2 separate regions of the Drosophila melanogaster genome follow, and region 2 is linked to region 1. Evidence: chromatin contacts called from public Hi-C data. All regions are on one chromosome and are shown on one strand. The core of a region is the stretch at or near the end of the contact, and the rest is flanking DNA. Distances in the headings are between cores, read along the strand shown.

The links. A called contact is a pair of places that touch in the nucleus more often than the background predicts.
Region 2: a contact with region 1 is called in a Hi-C map of the Kc167 cell line, with 3 times the contacts expected there. The contact joins the promoter of Chchd2 here to the promoter of Fim in region 1. A contact is called at or near these places in 5 of 107 Hi-C or Micro-C datasets (the Kc167 cell line, the S2 cell line and wing imaginal disc) and 1 of 6 datasets of contacts at active chromatin or transcription factors (the Kc167 cell line).

The regions. Positions count from the first base shown.
Region 1 is chrX:17,298,044-17,304,321 of dm6, reverse strand. Fim (Fimbrin) reads left to right here and starts at 2,393. Exons shown (of 5, transcript NM_078661.4): 1 at 2,393-2,962. The coding sequence starts at 2,888. CG5445 reads right to left here. Exons shown (of 5, transcript NM_001298442.1): 3 at 932-1,483; 4 at 1-247. The coding sequence starts at 1,407.
Region 2 is chrX:17,145,784-17,152,061 of dm6, reverse strand. Chchd2 (Coiled-coil-helix-coiled-coil-helix domain containing 2) reads right to left here and starts at 3,061. Exons shown (of 2, transcript NM_132968.2): 1 at 2,879-3,061; 2 at 1,415-2,228. The coding sequence starts at 2,925. The coding sequence ends at 1,763. RpS5a (Ribosomal protein S5a) reads left to right here and starts at 3,798. Exons shown (of 5, transcript NM_078658.3): 1 at 3,798-3,858; 2 at 4,862-5,264. The coding sequence starts at 4,863. xmas (xmas,) reads left to right here. Exons shown (of 5, transcript NM_001370033.1): 5 at 1-831. The coding sequence ends at 302. snoRNA:Psi28S-1135e (a small nucleolar RNA gene) reads left to right here and starts at 6,182; the gene lies at 6,182-6,278. It also overlaps snoRNA:Psi18S-1854a, snoRNA:Psi28S-1135d, snoRNA:Psi28S-1135c, snoRNA:Psi28S-1135b and snoRNA:Psi28S-1135a.

The DNA.
Region 1 (6,278 bases), core at 1,144-3,643:
CTGCGTGGGCATCATATCGGCCAGGATATCACAAGTTTCGCCCGGACGTAGGGCGGGCACATTGATGCGCTGCGTCTGGATGGGCGAGGTCAGATAGCAGTTGTTCGGCCAGCGCTCGGTGCCATCGTTCTGCAGCTGAAACGCTTGCTGCTGAGCATTCACTTGCTTCTCCTGGACGATCTTCATCGAAGGCAGCGACTGTAAGCTGCAGAAGTCCAGATAGCAGCCCACCGCCGTCTGCAGGCTCCTATAAATGTGAAAAAATTTGATTAATATGACGAAATTCAACTGGGTTATTAGCAATATGTTTCTAGATGTACATAGTTGGCCTATTCATATCATATATTAAAGAGAACTGAACTTTATAACATATTACAGAAATCAGAACTACTTGAGAGCTAGCTCTAATTTACAAAGATATATCTTTAATTTTATAGCGTCTCTTTAAGTTCTTTTGAGATAAGGCCCTAGAGGGAATTTAAGATAGCGCTTTAATTTTCCTGTTTATAGTTTATAAAGTGTTATTTATCACCATGACAAACTCAAAAATCTACGTTTGTAATCTATAAATGTGTATTCATCAAGCTGGAGGCAATGAAACACAACAATGTAAAATTATTCATAATTCAATAATTATGCATTGTTCTAAATTGTGTATGTTAAAATATAAGAAAGTATGTTAAAATAAAAGAAAAAGGCCTCGATAACATCGCCCATGATGATCGTACCATGGGGATTTCTGAGTACATATGTATATCATTACTAGTAACACATCTTTAAGTAAAATATAGTTTATAAAGACTATAATATGTCCAGAACGCAGGGAAGAAGCTTAAATTCAATGGATTATGAAACATTCTGTGTTCTAACTCCATTTGGAATATTAAACCACAATGGATTTGAGATATTTTACTTATAGCTATATCCTTACCAGTTACTCATCTCTAGGTAAAACCTGGCCGATTCCCGGTTCATCTGGTTGTTCATTAGGCTCTGAAACTGGCTGATGAGGTCTTCGTGGTCCGTGGTGCCCATACAGCTGAACTGTTGCAGCAACAGGGAGTCGATATCGAAGTCGTTCGTCGGTAGACACTTGATCGTGGATGCGGATGCGTTAGCGGTTGTTGCGGATGGACTGGGACTCAGATTTGAGTTGGGATTCGCATTCGAATTTGGACTGTTGTTCGGAGCGGAGTGCGGCCCTGGGGGCGCGGGCAGGGGAATGGCCATCATGGGATTTGTGGTTGTTGTTGTATTGGTTGTGAGCCCGAATAACGGTTCACATTGCATCTGTTGTTGCTGCTGCTGCTGGCTGTCCGAATTTGGATTCGGATTCGGATTTAGATTCAGATTCATGTTCATGTTCTGCATCTCGGCGGCGTTTTCGTAGTTCTCCTCCACATCCATCTCGCTCACTGTCTTGATCTCGCTCTGTCTTTCTCTCACAGTTTGTCTCCTTTGTTTGCTTTCTCCCCCTTTCTTTCTGTAATTAATATATCAAATCAAAATCGCAATCAAATGAAAATGCGTTTTACGCTTTTGTTGTTGTTTCAGCACTTGTACACGCACGCACACCGACGCACGCTTGGTTGGAAATACTCGCAAGCACGCGCGCACACACAGATGCAGCAGCTGGTTTTAAAGGGCGACAAAAACAACAACAGCGACGGTCACCATGGCCAAGGGGGCGAGGCGGGGGGCGTTTCGGCTTCCAGCGTCCGCTGGCGTGACCTGTGACCTCAAAGAAAGCCGAAAAGCGATCGCTTCAAAGCGAAGAAATGCGGGAATAAAATAAAAAGGCAACAATACTGGACCCTGCGGTGTGACCAGGCGATTCTATTCTTTTAGACAAAAGAAGAGGAACCGTGGCGAGCCGACCGCGAAATACTACCCGATAGCGGAAAAATACTAAACGTTTATGTTTGTTAACATTGTAATATGATGTGCGTCAAAGAAAGAGATAAAGAAATATCTTTTTCGAATTCACCTCCTAATAAAGAAAAATAACTGAATAAAAAACGTCCCCATAATTCAAATTCCAACGTTCTTCAATTGCTGCTAACTCAACAACGGAAATTCTACGCACATGTAAAATGTAAAAAAAATAAATTTGCGCACATAACTTAGCATAAGCAGCTTTAAGCTTTTTTTAAATTCTCTTCCAAGCTTAAATTAACTATATTTAAACTTGAAGAAAAACAATGTGCTGTCTATTATGACATTAAGAGGTATTTCAATTCTATCGAAAATTTAAGTTCAAATGGAATACTGTGCTCAGTTTTGGAAATATCGCGGTAAGTACCACCGTATTTTTGTAGGTTTTTCAAATTCCAAAACGGGCACACTGTTTTCGCTCCGTTGTCTTCTTTCATTTCTCACAATACAACCTGCAATTTAGTTTTCTGTTTGTTGTTAAACATCTAACAAAAGCGCTTCGCACGCACAGCAAACCGGTCGATTCCGAATTCAGACGTGCTAAATAACGTTTGAAAACAAAATTTGCTCGGTTGACGTTGTAAATAACAACACGGAGGCTTTAAATCTGGCTTCATCTTTTTTTTTTTGGTAAAAACCAGCAACAAACAAAACCAGCAACGAGTGTGTATGGGTGAAAAGTTAAGAAAAAAGTAAAAGAAGTTTAAGAATATTAGCACAGAAACGCACAAATACATAGATACGTATAGGAAAAGGAGCGCGCGGTAAAACAAAAAAGAAGAGGAGCAAAAAGAAGAAAATCGCCGACTGCGAAAACGGCGACAAAGTGAAATTGATTATAAACGGATAATTTATTTAAAATAATTACCAATCAGCGGCGTCAGTTATAAATAATTAAGAAAGTCAAGAAGAAAAGCAGCAGCAGCACACCACACACACATCGGCAGCGAAAATGGCAACACTTAACAAATTCACAAAAACGCTGTCCATTGATGAAAAGGCGGAGATCAAGGAGAAATTCATAGAGGTGAGATGACAAAAAGAGCAGCAAAACGAAATGGTTTTAGCAATGGCAATAGCAACATTCAATCAATAAGAGTCATAGGTGGCAAATTGTTGAAATTCAAATTGAATGACTCACACACACACGCACGCATGAGGCGCAGGAAGAAAACCGTTAAGCGGTGCATGTGGGCGTCGGCGTTGACAATGGGGAGCAGCGACGCTGACGCCAACGCCGGCTGCGCAGCCGACAGCGCGGCTGGCCTTCAACAGTGCAAAGCAACCCCCCATGAAGTGGACTTAAGCGAAGAAGAAGCAGTGGCGGGGGCAGCAGGAGCAGGAGAAGAACAGAGTCGGACTTTGAAAGGGTCTTACCACTCCGATTTTAGTTCATGTTCTTGCTTAGTTTTTAATCGACAAAGAAGCAGAACCAGCAAGAAGTTAATTAAATTGGGAATTGTAAAACTAAAACTTAACTTAATCAGCTGGCACGAATGTTGGACAGGAGAAGAGGAAATCGTACAAGAACAGAGATCAAATTTTGCATTACACTTACGAGAGTAACTTAGTCCTTTAGCCCTTCAAAATCCCCCCTTGATCCGCCACTGGAAAAGACCGTGAAAAGAAGCAAAGACAAGCATCGCTAGCTAACGGTTAATGCGCTGCGCCCGCTGCTGCATATGCCAGTGCGAGGGAGAGGGGCGCGTGCGTGGATGTGGGTGGGAGGGGACAGCAGATGAGCAAACAAGTTTCCCTTTCCCGCATCTCTTATCTCCCGCTCTTCGCACAGTGGAGAGTCGTTATCAAGAGTACGAGAAGCAAGAGGAAAAAATTACTTTAATTTGTACTATAAAGTGAATTTTGTTTTTGATTTCTTTATGTGTATTGTGTATTGTGGTAAATTGGAATGCAAAAGCTGTTGACGAATATTGCACTTATCAAACTGTCTGAGCCATGTACCGTAAAAACGAAACTAGATAAACCAAGCCGACATCCACAGTAGACACATTACTTTGTCTTGTCACCGCCTCGATAAAGTATGCAAATATTTCTTATCGTGCATCGAGAATTTCCTTCGAATGTTTACAGAAGAAAACACTTTTTTGTCTTATTTTTTGGGTGGAGCCCTCTGCAACTGCAAAGCCCAAAACGAAATCATTACGAGTATAAGGGCAGCGCATGCGTGGAGAAACGCAAGTTCAATGCCGCAGTCGGCGTCGCTGCCCATCCCCCATAGTGACTAATGCTAAAAGCAAACTAAAAAATAACACAACAATGTTGACACCAACCAACCAACCATCATCTTTCACTTGACGAACGAATCTTTCTTGCGAATTTCGCGAGAATAATATTTGGGCAAGGCCAGCGGTATAAAGTTAGCGTATAACGTGCATTTATTTCCATACCATGACACCACGTAAAAGTCGCTCTACTGCCACCCCTTTTTTTTGGTGGGGTTCGCAGGGGGCGGAGTGGAATAGCATGAAAACCAGTTTCTGCTTAAACTAAAAATAAATATAAAAATCACAGGCCAGGGCACATATATACAAGCCCCGTCACCGGGAGAGCGTGAAAAACTACGTCTCAGCTCGGTCGCAGCTTCAATTCAGATTCAGATATCTGCTCTCAAACGCAAGACAAGTCGCACAGTGGGTCGCCGGCGGTTGGCCCTACGAAATGAATTCAAAAACCATACATCGGTATTGCCGACAATAGGAGTGCTTATTCGGTTTCATTGAATATCATTCAATCTTGTTATTACTATGTTACATTTATAGTTTTGAGCATTGCTATTCATTATATACATGCATAAGTACTAACACTATTGCAGTGAACTTCGCAATCAAGCAACATTCGATACCTACAATTCGTAGTTTTTGACCCACTGTGCATTCGTCACCTTGGTTCAGGGGGCAACCGGAGTCGAGCAATTTTCGTTCAATTTTATGCACACACTTAATAGTTTACAATTGTTTCTTGCTGATTTTCGCTCGCCCGACTGCTCGAATCCCGCTCTGCATTTGGCATTTGGCTTTTCGCTGAGCTCGTAATTCCCGGCAATTCCGAAACCAAAAAAAGAGGAATATAATAAACGCCCACGCTGCAATTGCTTCGAGTGCAGGCCATAAAATCCATATATGCTGGAAGACATAAAAAAAAAACCATGCTTGATTGCAACTGCCAACGAAAACGGAATGCAGGCAAAAAAAAAAGAATCTAATCTTGTCTTGAAAACCTCTTCGTTAAATATAAAATTTAAAATTAAAAGTATCATCTCATTGATAAATTCGCATTACTAAATAACACCACATTTTATCTCAGTGTACCATTTAAGTCGACTGCCGTCGCACGCGTCTTTGGCCGTTAATCGGTCGAACAATGTGGGTCCATTGTGCTTGGAACTCCAATGGATCCGCGTGGCCAACAGAACGGTTTGCAAGAAGCTGATTCCAAACGAGATCAGGATAAACACTACTGAACCAGGCACAATACATACAATGGGTGGGAGTTGTGTGGGCGGCGAACAATCGCTGCACTGATTGACACTTGAAAGCTGAAATCTGTTTTCGTTGTTCCACTATTGTTGTTGGATGCTGCGATGACTAATACCGTATGCCTCAGATCAAGGGAAAAATTGTAATATCCGAATGAACAATTCCGCGCTCTTTTTATTCACTGAATAAAGGCTGCCTAATTATGATATTGAAATTATGGTAAACACACTTGTTTATCCCACGGGGACTCTATTTGATATTGTTGAAATTGCTGGCGGCAATACAGCGGTTTCCCCTTCCATCTAATCGGTATATGGCGATTTAAATTTAAATTAAATACTTTAATATTTATGTTGCAATCTAAACGCAAAAGCATTATGGTTCAGAGTATTGAGGATCCGGATTCAGGATTATTGCCTATCGCATATGAGTGGCACATTGTTGCCATTTGCTCTTGTCAAGCAGCAAGACAGTGTTGCCACACCCACATACAAAGCGCTGCTTTTGTTTGTCTTTCGTTTTCGTCTCGAGTTTCTGTGTTTCTTTCCCATTCTTCCAGTGTTTTTGTTTCTGTTTCGGTTTCTGCTTCTGCGTGGGAGTGTCAGTGTTAATTGCCGCAAAGCCCCGCATTTTGAGTGCCCCGATGTGAAGGAGATATGCAATGTGTTTTTATGGTTTATCGAGCTTGCATACTTGATAAACAATGACGGTAGAAATTAAAGCGTTTCGATGAATACATTACGCAATTTATAGCAGATTTATGAGTAAGCCGCATTGAGAGTCCAAATCTCTTGGCATTAAACTGCAGTTATGTTCGATTTTACACTTTTCCTATTCCTCGATTTA
Region 2 (6,278 bases), core at 1,812-4,311, 150 kb after region 1:
TCAAAGAGAAGGAGGTGGCCTCAAGCTGGAAGCAGGCGTATGTGGTCAGAAGCAAAATGTACGACGCGATCACCCCCTATCGCAGGAGAGCATATCCCGGCAAGAAGTGCATCACCAAGGACAAGACGGACGGTTACTTCCTGGCCAAGCGCAGCTCCGCCGCGGCGGCGGGATCATCCAAGAAGGTGAAGCCACCCAAGCAACCGGTGGTCAGTCCAAAGGTTCAGGTGCCCAGCGTGCTGCACAAGAAAAAGTCCCGGGAAAGTCTTGGCCCGCAGACCACAAAGACCGGAAAGCTCTGAAGATAGATGATGACCCCTTATATCATCCGTTTTTACCCATAAAACCCAGACAATCGAAGGCAAATCCACATTTGAAGCGGAATTCCAAATTGAGCAGTGAACACTACAAATATGCAACATTATATATACACACATACACACCTGGTGGATCGATGCTCCTCCCCGGAGACTTTTTTTTGAATTCGGAAAACTCTAATCCCCTAAAATCGTACCATTTGAAAACGACCAGAATCGAAAATTCCAAAAATCTTCAAAAAAGCTACGAAAACGATAGCTTTCATCCATTTGGCATTTTGATGGTTCTTTATAACTCTTTGTTTCTTTTTTTATATATATATATATATAGACACTGTTTTTCGATAATAGGAGACATCAGTGTTACTAGAGTCGAAAAATTTGTAGTTGTTACATACGTATTGCCCCATTACAAAAAAATTGTTAATCCTAAAAATCAATACGCTGCAAAATTATGAACAGTGATGACTCTATGTAAAAATTATTGAATAAAAACGGAAACATGAATGTCTCGAACGCAGGGATTAGTTCATAATATTTTTTTGGGTGGTAATTTAGGGAACCTTTTAAACAGTTCTTAACTTTTCAAAATTACGTTTCCACGGCAAATATTTCATAAGACCATTAATAAGATCTATGACTAATCGCTCGTTTAACCATGAATATGTACATCTGTATGTGTATAGCATATAATAGAATATATATGCTATATAACCCTTCATTTATAACTAAACAGCAAGTAGGTAAACATGTTTATCATATTTCCCATTTGTTTACCACCTAATTTCAACAAAACAAAGCGCATTGCAATCAAAACACAAGAAAAGCTGAAATGAAAGACACGTGACAATGAAAAAGGCGAAAAGGGGTTCCCATACAAATGTATAGGGAAATGAATCGATTTTCCTATTTATAGAAGTGCAATGTCACCAAAATTATTTTTGGCAACCGCATGCAGCCACATTTCACAATAGAATGCAAATTTTGCATTTTCCAGAAGGAGGAAAAGGGAAAGTTGCATTTTTTCTAGAAGCTTCTTGAAAAATGAATATTTCAAAGATTTTCTTGGCTCCTTGTTTAGACAACAATTATAACTTGATATTAACTTATGCATATATTTATATTTTAAACAATAAAAACTCTTGGAAACTTCGTTTTGTTTTGGCCCACATTGACAACCCGTGGGGTTTGGTTTCTTTTTTGTTTTGTTTGTTTGTGTTTTTTTTTGGAAAGGGTTTTGGGCTGCCAACGGGATTTTCTATTTAACATTTCATTTTGCACTACAATTAAACAATGCTTTCTTTCAGATGCTTGCAATTAAACAATTAAGAACTAAACGAAGGGATAGGACAGAGTTCATCCGGAGGTGTTCATCCGATGGGTTCATCCGGCTGCGTTCATCCGCCGGTGCTTGGCCAGATGATATTCTACCGGAGCTGGGCCCTCTACTGGAGATGGTGGCTCTGCTTGCACTGCCGCAGCGCCTCGTTGAATCCCTCGCAGAGGGTAAGATCCGCCTGACCCTGGGCGCACTGGATGAACTGTTTGAGCTCCCAGGCGCAGGCTCCCTGCGGCTCATTGGGCTGCTGCTGCTGGGCGTAGTATGGCTGCTGGGGGGCAGGAGCGGCTGCCGCCGGAGCGGGAGCAGCGGCCTCCTTGTCGCCAGATCCGCTGAACAGCGAGGTCAATCCATGACCCACGGTGTGTCCAATGGCTGAGCCCACGGCCACGCCTCCAGCGGTGGCGGCCATCTGCTGGAACATCGATGGCTGCTGCGGTGCCGGCATGCCGACGGCACTGGGAGGAGCGCTCATGGGCGCCGGAACAGGGGCAGAGGCGGCCGGTGCTGGGGCACGTGTCTGGACAGGAGCCGGGGCCGGGGCGGGGGCACGGGCCTGCACAGGTGCGGTGCTGTTGGGAAAACAGAAGCAATCAGTTGTTATTGTGGACTTTGCTCTGGAGTGTCGTTGATCATTCCGTGACGAAATTGAAGGGTCTTTGTGTTGAAAACAATGAACTATACAAATTTAACTAATTCCTAGGATTTTTAAAGGACTTTATTTTATATCTACTGCAAAAGTAGGTAATATTTTTATATTCCTATGCAAATTCTTGTTTTCTTTATAATAAGCCAAATTGTATAAACATTTGAATATTTTACTTTTTTAACGCAAAATAAAAACATGTGATGTTTTTAATTTAATAAATCAATGGCCTGGGATATATATATATATTTACATAGAACAATAAATTTAGTAAATTTCTTACAAAAATGGATTTTATGAGCACTTTCGTAATTGAATAAGTAGCCAGATTTAGCGGGTCTTCCGCTAGGAGGACAGCACCAATAAAACATCCCATGTTATTGGGAATCCTCTTATTTTTAAGGTTACGTAACCTTAACCCATTTCGGGGGCCGGAAAAAGCGGCGGAAGTGAAATTCTGTCCATGAGATAAAGCCAGATCATCCGATTGATTGGTCGGTGATTACGAAATGAATTTCCTGCCGGCGCTTTATCCAATTTCCCCCGAATTTTCTTTGTTTTTCGCGACTGTCTTACCGACGAGTGGAGGGCGGGGGACTGGCTGAACGTCCACGGCGAACCATTTTGTTTGTTTTATTTGTTTTTCTATTGATTCGGTTTCACGCAAGAATTTTATTCTCAACAGTTGTTGCTGTTTTGATGACGAGCTAGTAACTGAAATTCCGAAATAATCCCAATTGGACGAGAAACTTCGGCCTGCTGCCAGTGTGGCCGGAGAAAATACCGAAAAATACTAAGGCATAAGGTGTAAACTATCGGATATAGAATGTGCCAGAAAAGTTAATAATATGGGTAAATTCTTATGATTAAAAATATATTTTACTAAAGTATTTGGATATTGTATTCGTGTAAAAACGTTTTACCACCCTTAAATTTACTATGTAATATAGTAAAATTTTTGTGTATTTTATATATCCCATATATATAATCTTTACATACCACATATTTTTTTCCACTTACAAAATCAAATAAAGAACTATATGTTATAAATATATATGCATTACGATTTAAATAACTTTTTATTTTACAGTCAGTGAAATAATAACATTTAATACTCAAGCATATCAAAATTTCTATAAGGTGACCGTAATAAAGAAAATTTGGCATGCGAATTTCAACTATCGCCACCCGTTGTGACTGGCAAAACCGCGAAATGCCGCATATCGATAGAAAGTTCGAAATTTGTCATTAAAAAAGTGGCTTAAAACTAATAGTATGCCTGAAAGCAGGGTATATTTCTATGAAGTACATATAAATGTGCAACTCAAGTAGCAAACGCGTTCGAAAAAGTGATTAAGTCGAGGAATAATCCCCACTCATGGCCGCCTATCTCCGTTCGATAGTTCACTTGTTGCGCAGCCCTGGCAGCCGGAATGCAACCGTGTGCGTGTCGGCGGAAGCGGACTCTCTGGCGTTGCTGCACACTGCCGTAACATGTTCTTTTTCAGGCGTTTGCCTTTGCGCTGACATCGTATCTCGATTTCTTCTGTGACAAAGTAAGGGATTTTCAACGTTTAATTGTGTGGATTGTGGCCAGAGGATGGCCAAAAGACGGCTAAACGCTGGCAACTAGTGTGGATACTAAGGGTTTTGTGAATTTACTGCGGCAAACTGCGGAATATTGCCATTTCCACCGAAATGAGGTTAAAAACGGGCGGCTTTTTGTTTGTGTGTGTGCGCGCGAGTGCAACTGTGTGTGTGCGTCACACGTGTTTGTTTCCCCTTTTTTTTTGTATATTTTTTTTATCTGCTTGCAGCGCAAGAATATGTTTAATACAATATACATCCACGTATATTGAGCCAATTATCCAAAAGGATAACCTTCAAGAAAGTATAAACCCTTAAAAACTCGCAATTCAACAACAACAACGCGCGTGTGTTTTTTACGGTGCTTATGCGTGTGTGTGTGTGCGTATAGCGCCCATCTACAGTTTAAAAAAAACGTGTTAACGCAGGAAAACTACTTAAATATGTATTTAAAAGTTATTGTGACCCTTTTTGTATACTTAAACGTAATCTTCACTGAAACTTCCGTCTTTCATAAACCTTGGAACTTTTTTTGTAGTTTATTTTTGTTTTAAGACGTTTTTAAGATTTAAAAACGAATGTTAAGGCTCTAAAAATTATTCGTATCAGTTTATCACAGCCTTTTCTTGGGTTTTGTATTTGTAAAAGAATTTTTCAAACGAAATCTAGTTAAAGTTATAAACAATTTGTATGTGTATAAAATTTGTACAAAAGGGACGATGTTTCCATAAACAAATACTGAAAAACACGTTTCTGTAAAACTTCTAGGTGATGTTCAAGCCATACAATGATGTTCAATAATAGAAGTTAGCTTATTAAAATCAACGAACAAATACCATTAACCAACCATTAATGAATGTCTGTGATAGTAATAGATCGCAAAGCCCTCAAGTATCCCATCCCACAGTAGAATTACCAATACCGATTTGCAGACACGTGACTAACTTATTTGCCTTCCAAAAACTATTGCAGCATGGCCGAAGTTGCTGAAAACGTGGTGGAGACCTTCGAGGAGCCAGCGGCACCTATGGAAGCCGAGGTGGCCGAGACGATCCTGGAGACAAATGTGGTGTCCACCACTGAGCTGCCGGAGATCAAGCTGTTCGGCCGCTGGTCTTGCGACGATGTCACCGTTAACGACATCTCTCTGCAGGATTACATCTCGGTGAAGGAGAAGTTTGCCCGCTATCTTCCCCATTCCGCCGGACGTTATGCCGCCAAGCGTTTCCGCAAGGCCCAGTGCCCCATTGTGGAGCGTTTGACCTGCTCCCTGATGATGAAGGGTCGCAACAACGGCAAGAAGCTGATGGCCTGCCGCATCGTCAAGCACTCGTTCGAGATCATTCATCTGCTCACCGGGGAGAACCCTCTGCAGGTAAACATGCCCATCCCGTCCAAATGTTCCCAATTCCACCGCGTCCCATGCTAAACTGTGGCCAGAGAACGTTGCCACTCGGTCATGGGTAGAATGGGCACGCAGAGCGAACACAAGGTTTTAATGTCCTAGTGCTTGAAGATATCAAAGCCTCTTCTTGTTCTCCGGGAACTTAAAACCACATTACAAAACCATTATAAAGCATATGCGGTACCTTGGTTTAAACTGATTTAAAGGGAATCTTCACTGATTTCTAGTCCTCCTCAATGCTGGCTATGTTCTACATACTTTCCGAAGCATAACTCTCAAAGGGACTAATAGTGAACCAAAGATTTAATTATCCTAGTGCTAGAATAGAAAGCAAATTCTGGTTCTCCTGGAACTTAAAGCTACAATAGTATTATAGAGGAGTCCTCCTCAATGCCAGTTGATGGTAATTTTCAGCCGAACTGAGCATAACTCTTAATGGACTCATAGGAAAAGGTATTAACTATCCTTGTGCTTGAAGATAAAACCACTTCCCGCTCTCCTGGAACTTAATTCGACATTTAAGACAATAGCATATTAGTGGATCTTTCACAATGAGTCTACCTCAATGCTAGTTGAAGGAAATTCCATCCCAGCTAAGGCATATATTAAATAGACTCAGAGGAATAAGTGTTAATTATCCTAGTGCTTGAAGATTAAGCCACTTCCCGCTCTCCTGGAATTTAAGACTACATTAGAAAGAAAGCATTCATTACAGAGATCAGTGTCCGTCCAAAACTAAAACTGCAGCGTTGATCTCTGCAGCGTTGTGGCATTCAATTGGACCACAGGAAATCCCATGGTTAGCTATTCCTCTTAAGGGCATGGCCTCAAAAATGCAATCTTAATAAAGCATAAATCAACAAAATCCTATTCTCAGAAACCGCGTGTCAGTCCACCTCAATGCCAGATGGCTTAAAAATACGATGCCATACTGAGCATAACCAAAAATGGACTAATATCAATTGAAATTGTTTTAACTATCCT